Regions from separate parts of the Arachis hypogaea genome. Here region 2 is linked to region 1. The links are chromatin contacts, called in public Hi-C maps. All regions are on one chromosome and are shown on one strand. The core of a region is the stretch at or near the end of the contact, and the rest is flanking DNA. Distances in the headings are between cores, read along the strand shown.

Region 1 (3,836 bases), core at 739-3,238:
GAATCGGATCGAATCCAACCTTAAAAGCTGCGGATATTGAATCCGATCCGATCCGATGATTTTAATGCGGATCGGATCGAATTTTTGACCATATCCGATCCGATCCGATCCGCAGACACCCCTAATATGTAATACGTCACTCATGCTTTTTCCGTAAAATCAATTTAAAAAAAATATCTCAATAATGATACTTCGATTATTTTTTATTTTTATGATTGCAATAAAAAAGGAAACAATAGAGCTCAAACCTTTGGAGAACACAAATAAATTAAAGAAAACCTTTATTAGCTTTGATTTATTGGCGAATGCATAAACCTATAAATGTATTGAAATTAAACTATTAAAGTGAAAGTGGAATGACGATTGTTCTGGACTATAATTGGACCCATCACCAATATGAAAAGCAATTTTCAAAGTCGTTTTTTTTATGAAACGAAAGTCTCCTTTTTTTTTTCATGTTAAACAAAACACTCATTTATTTTGCCCTTTTTTTCATTTTTCCAAATTAAACCTCTATTTAATTGATGGACACCTAACACCTAAGTGTGGCTTACTAAGATCCCACTACAATCATGCTTTTGGAAATTAAGGTTCAAAATGGCCAAATCAAGAGTATATATGTATGTTACGTTATGTCAATTGATAACTCTATGCATGTGTATATATATATATATATATATATATATATATATATATATATATATATATATATATATATAGAGTAGTGATAGGGAGCCAATGACCTAAGTGTACAATATCTATAATGGGCTAAATCTTTTATCCATGAATAGAATGAACATCATCCATACTATCCAGAATAACCATCCGATACAAGGATAAATAAACATCTCATGTCATAAAACCACTCATCCCAAAAATTTAAGCTGATTTTGGAGTTTACCAAGGATCGAACCCCTAACTTTTTGGATCTAGAACTCTAATATCATATCATGAAACCACCTATCCCAAAAGCGTAACCTGATAGAATAATGTAACACTAATGATTATATCTCTAATACTTTTTAAACCTCCATTGTACGGATTGTGCGCTTAAGCCATTGGCTCCCTATACTTTTCCATATATTAATTAAACAAAAGAAAAAATTGACTTTACTTTTGCTAATTTAATTATTATGGTTTATATATATTGGGGTACTAATGGTGATGGAGTATGCATTGGCCATGTTGAGAAATCATGGTTGTGAATGAATTAATGAAAGCCTCACATTCATCAGAATTCAAGGAGTTGTGTTCCACTTTGAGTAGACATTTCTTTAAGAAAATGGTCCCCAAAATGGAAAAGAAGAACAAAGAAACATGGCAAATGAGATAGATGATTATCCATCTATCTATTTATCTATGTATCTACCCATTTTCTTTGTGTTTCTTGCTTTTGTATGTTTTTCCTCTTTTGCCCCCCATTCATGAACCAATATATGCACGTGTATCATCATCATTTTACCTAGGTGGTAGACCAAATTATTCAATCTCACATCCACGTGCATGAATCGCAGCACACGCGGTATAAAATTACCAAATTGGGCTTTGCTAACTCTATATACACTTCTTGTCCTTGACCCGGTTTGTTTTGCTTTATCTAGGGTTTTTCAAACTCTGGTCATTTAACTTATTTGATTTGGAAAATTGGGATTATTTTTTCTTTCTAATTATAAATTTAAATTCAAAATGTTTAAAAGATAATAAATGTAGCTAACAAGTATATCAAATGATTTTAGATTGACATAAAATTTTATAGATATGATCTAAAAATATGTGTTTTAAAATTTTATATCATCATCAAATTTAATCTATAAAAAAATATATCAAACGATTTTGAATTGATATACAATTTATATAAATTTTAATCCAACGGTAGATTTTATAGACAACTATTTTGATAAAAACAAATATTCATCAATAGTGTAGTATTAAGTTACCTAACATCTATGTCTTAATTATGTATTTGTGTGTGTTTGTGGTGAGTATGTAAAATGCGGTTTTCTAAAACGATGGAAGAAAGAAAAAGCCCATGGTCAATGCCTAACTAGTAGTGAGTAACTAGTTTGGCAAACTTAGTTTACCCTTTTGATCTTTTTCCTATACTGGTTTGCGCCAAATCATTTTCTTTTTGGTCTGAAGTTTCTTCCTCAAGTTCACGCCAAAGCAAACGGTTAAAGGCATTATTGGTCTTGGCAAAGTTTCATTGGGCCACAGGTACGTTAGTTGTCACCAAGAAATTTCACACCCATTGACTAAAAAACGCAGGCCCAACCAAATTACCCCTCATATCCGTGTTAAGCTAGATCCACTTTTTCTTTTCCCTTCAAATCACAGATATTTAATTTATAATAATAATAATAATAATAATAATAATAATAATAATAAAACCTAATTAATTTTTATATAGGATAAACTATCAAAGCTGTTTCTGATTTTTTGAAAATACTGACAAAAATACCTTCTATTTTTATAAAGATAAAAATATTCTCAAAATATTATAAAACTTATTAAAAATATTCAAAATGAATATTATGTTTTTTAAGTAGTAAATGACTTTATATTTGACAATTATTTATGAATTTGATTTAAAATTCTTTAGAAATATTTAGGTAATTATTTAGAGAGTACATAAAAAAATCAGATAAAAATTTTATCTTTATAATTTTTTTCATTTTGTTTTGGCCATTAATAAAAATAAATCGCAAAAAAACTACTTAACATAAAATTACCAAATTTTAAAGATAAAAATATTTTATTTTTCTAATCAAGTTTGCGAAAAACTGTATCAAAATTCATTCTCTAATTTTTTTTCGAGAATGTATATTTAACGTTGGATATTTTTATTGAGAGATATTTTTGTTAGTTTATTAAAAAATTAGAAAATTTTGATAGTTTACTCTTGTATATATATTACACAGAATTATCATACATAATAATAGTATAATTTGGCATTTTACGAAGATTATGTGGTAGGGATTATAATTAGCCAAGGACGAACTGTTAGAGGACTAAATTCCTAAAATGGTCTCTCAGATTGGCCCCTGCACTAATTTCACTCCTGAGTTTTCAATTGCACCATTTTGGTCCTCGAGATTGAACTCCAGACTCCATAAAAGTCCTTAAGCCTATTTCTAGACTGAGTCAGCAAATCGGAGTGCTGATCTGGCAAGTGGCTGCCACGGTGGATGTTCCATACAGTGTCGTTTAGAGTTTTGGCGCCTAAGGAGAGTAAACCATCACTGTTTTACATGAATGAAAAAATAAAACGTTAGAGCCCTATGGATTTTGATCACTCACAGTCTTTTCCTTCCTTTCTCCAACACCAAAACACTTAGACTCCCTCTTCCTCTGATAATGGTGAAGGCTTAGTACGGTGGTTTAAGGTTTGAGAGTTCGACAGTTTTGCGAGACTGCTAGTGTCGTCGTGGAGTTCACAGTGCTGTTATTGAGGAAGCACTATTGTTGTTGTTATTGAGGTGAGTATACAGTGCCCTTATTTTTTTTTCGACAATCATAACTTGGTTTTCAAGGGTTTAGTCGGATTTCTGTTTGTTTGTGGTGGGGTGTTTTCATCGTTGATAAAGGCTTAGGGTTTCATATATTGTTATGTTAGGATATGGGTTTTAAATATGCTCTATTTTTGCCTAATGAAATAGGGGAAAGTTTTTTTTACCATCCATGAAATGCAATCTGTTGATTTTTGGGTTGTGACCATGGTCATTGAGTTAATGTGTAGAATTTTTATTTCTGATGCAGATAAAAAATCTAATTGACATTATGTTCCATCACGGGGGTAGCTTTGAAAAAAAATGAAGAAGGAAGGATGGTTTATTCTC
Region 2 (3,836 bases), core at 723-3,222, 210 kb before region 1:
TTGTCTATTACTTTCACTTAGTTATCCTCTAACAATTGAAAGAAAGTCTAGTGAATACAATTAACTTGAGTCCACAAGTCCTAGTCATATCAACTCCTAGTGAGAGACTAGATTTTGTGAAGTTCAAACTAACTAGCAATCTTCAATTACCAATCCACATTAGGACTTGACAATTTAAGAGTTTCCAACACTCAACCCTAAAGCCAAGAGTAGAAATCTACTCCATAATCATAAGATGCATTTTCACAAACACCTTATGGGCACTAAAAGAAGACATTATAAAATTGAGAAATAAATCCAAATCAAAGCTATCCACTAACAACAATTGATAATAACGAACCAAATAACACCAATGAACATGAAAAACCTCAATGCATTAATAGAAATTAATTCTAACAAAATCCAAATTCAAAACTCAAAATAATTAAAGCAACAAGAACTGAAATTAACAAGGATCTAATCCAACGATTCAAGTAAAATTGAACAAGGAACACTAAATTTAGAGAGAAATGAGAGTTTCTCTCTTTAGAATTCAAAAACTATGTAAAAACTAAACTAATGGCATGTATGTCCCATCCTTCTTCACTCCTAACCTTTAATCTTCAGAATGGGCTTGAAACTGGGCAAAAAGGAGCTTAGAAATCGCCCCCAGTGTGTTCCCTTTAGTGAGGCACGTGTTGGTGCCGCTTGTCACGCGTACGCGTCAGCCGACTCCTGCACTTGGTCACGCGTATGTGTCAGTCACGCGTTCGCGTCGATACCAGCTTCTCAATTCTTCTATTTATTGTGTTTCTTCCAATTTTGCATGCTTCCTTTCCATCCTCTAAGTCATTCCTGCCCTATAAATCCTGAAATCACTTAACAAACGCATTACGGCACCGAATGGTAATAAAAGAAGATTAAAAATTAGCATTTTTAAGGCTTAAGAAGCATGTTTTGAATCATAACACATAATAGGAAGAAATCTTAAAAACATGCAATTTATATAAATAAATGTGACAAAAGTTGATAAAATCCACTCAATTTAATCTAAAATAAATCATAAAATTGTAGTTTATCACTTAACTCCTTGGATTTGTTTGTCCCTTGTAGTTCATCCTTTACGGCTTTGTTACAATTGGCTTCTTCGTGGCCGATTACACCACAGTAGTAGCAGAAGTTTGGCATATGCTCATTCCACCCAATGTTTGCACCGCTTAGAAGAGGTTTGTTGATGTTTATAGTTACTTTGGCTTTCAGGAATCTCATTAGATCTCTAGGATTTTCATACACTTCTTCTAGTGTTTTTGCGATCTTCTTCTCAAGTTGAGCCATCTTGCAATGTTCTTGTAGGCCCCATATTTGCACTTTCTTCTCTCTTCCATCTCTTCACTAGCAGCCATGAGTTTCGGAATAGCCAGGGACTTCCTTTGAGTACTTTTTCCATATCTGACTCCTTATCAAAGAAGAACGGGTATATTTCCTGTTTCAACTCTATCACCCTCAACTTTTTGGGGTTTCTCCAAATGCTCTCCATAACTAACTGGATCCAGGCTGTGTTGATAGGTTTGTCCGTGAGGAATTTCTCCACAAGTTTACTCTTATATCCTTGTATTCCCTCTTCTATATCTTTGTTATTGTATATTATGATGGGTTCATTTTCTTCCTCTCTTTAATCAATGTTTGGGTCTATGTTTGTGTTTGACATATTGGTTTGTTAATGTAACGGTGAAAAGGCAGGACAATGCCAACACTGGGTAGCACAAGGCGATGGTTTCAACGATATTTATGGATAGTGCACTACACTCTTAAGCTCTAGCAAAGAGCATGGAGAGAGAGGATTTTTACATTATTATTATTATTATTATTATTATTATTATTATTATTATTATTATTATTATCTTTTTCTTAGTGATGGTTGCGGTCTCCAGTCTCCAATGGATGACTTAATGTATGGGCTAGAGGCCTAAACAAAAGAACAGTAGACAACTATGGGCCAATGCTACATATTTAATATGAACTAAAATTGGCCCAATATATTCTATGCTAACCACTGTGGTCCCAGCAGTTAGCCCAAAGTTTTCAATAATCTAACAACTCAAATCTTCTTTTTATTTTGACCAAAAAAAAAATCTTCTTTTTATACCACGTCCAAAAACAATCCTCTTTTTGTTGAGCCGAAAAAGATCTTCTTTTGCAGGACCAAGAAAAATAAACGAATCTGTTGCTAGGAAACTTCTTTTAGTCTTCACTAAGAATTTACCTCACGTCCAAAAAAAAAAAAAAGAATTTACCTAAGAGATTTAGACTAAAATATCAAAATAATAAAAATATCTATTAAAGATTTAAAATTTTACAAATGTGGACATTTTTTGTCTCACTGATATTTTGAGATTATTTTTCTCTCTCTAATGAATTTGTATCTCACTAAATCAGCTCAAGAGTATAAGTTGGGAAACCATATTGCTTGATTACTGATAAATTACTTATCAGTTTGAAAATCTGTTAGTAAAAGTAATTTCCAGAATTAATTAAGTGACAAGTTATGATAGAATCAACTCTTTAAAACTAATGAACACCAATATGATCATTTCCTCTAAGCCACTTAAATTTTGCCACATGATGATGAGTATGTATCAAATTTGTTTGTCACAAGATTCTGGAGGAAAAGATTCAGGTTATCTGGCAGCATTATTTGATTATTACATGCATCACTTCTTTTAATTTCTTCTTCTCCTTTCATTAGATGCATTATTGCATGTAGAATTGTGAATTTGATTATGAACCATCATCTTCTTCAGTTCTTCTTCCATAATTAATTTGTAACTTTTTAGTGAAGAAAGAATCGATCACATGCATGATTGATTGATATCATAGTGATGAATAAGTTTTTTTCAGGCTTTTGTGAAAAGGACAACTGAAGTAATATAGCACTTGATCTCACCACCATGAATTTTATGATAATAATCAAAACTTAATTATTAATTATTGAATGGTGGCTTCTTAGTTACAGGTAATAAGATTCATTGCTTGGTACTAGTACTTACTAGAAGTTTTTTGTCTACCATTCAATCATTAATTCTTGTTGACCAAACAATGAAATAAATCATCCATTTTTGAGAGCCTGCGTATATTAGAACAATTTTAATAGAATGTTTTTAGAATATCATTTTTAATATTTTTAGGAAGTAAATTAATTTATAATTAAAATTTATATTAAAATTGATAAATAAAATAAAACAATTCTCACTTTAAAGAGACAGTATTATTTTGATAAAAAAAATAATAAAATTTTGGCATTTATATAATTATTTTGATAAAATAATTAAAAATAAGATAAAATTTTAATTGAATGTTGACTAAACATTAAAGTAATAAATCTCATTTTTAGTTTTAAATTATTATTTATAAATATAGTTTCACAAATTAAAGGAGTAATTAATAATCATATACTCATAAGTCATAACTGTATTATTATAGAAGCCAACTACTATATATACTTTTCCAGATATATATAGCCAAGTTGTAAAACAAATTAAGGTTATTGGCTTAAGGAATTTTTGTTGTTTAATAATAGTAATTAATTGCATACAGAATTTAAGAATTCGGAGTTTCAAATTCATAAAACACGAGAAATTATATACATACATGGGAAGTTCAACACACGTACGTACCCTACCTTAGCAGAAAAGATCTTAATGATGTGAATCCTTGCTAGTATTTTTCTTCAAGGAAGATTTTAAAGCAACATAGATATGAAGTGTCTATCAAGAGGGTCCAATTTGATTATCGAGTAAGGATCTTTTCTTTCTCTGAAAGACAAAATAATCCATCATTCTTTTGTACCTATCACATGA

What was found. Hi-C and Micro-C count contacts between places; a contact is called where the count stands out from the background.
Region 2: a Hi-C map of an unstated tissue shows a contact between it and region 1, with 8 times the contacts expected there. The contact joins two enhancer-like sites. A contact is called at or near these places in 2 of 8 Hi-C or Micro-C datasets (leaf and an unstated tissue).

The regions. Positions count from the first base shown.
Region 1 is chr9:85,447,018-85,450,853 of arahy.Tifrunner.gnm2.J5K5, reverse strand. No RefSeq gene overlaps it. Among protein-coding and RNA genes, the nearest start is that of LOC112713857, 37 kb to the left of the region's middle. Within about 2 kb of position 1,988, at least 3 of the 3 cell types and tissues checked have open chromatin away from gene starts, as enhancers often do.
Region 2 is chr9:85,661,742-85,665,577 of arahy.Tifrunner.gnm2.J5K5, reverse strand. No RefSeq gene overlaps it. Among protein-coding and RNA genes, the nearest start is that of LOC112711149, 8.9 kb to the right of the region's middle. Within about 2 kb of position 1,972, at least 3 of the 3 cell types and tissues checked have open chromatin away from gene starts, as enhancers often do.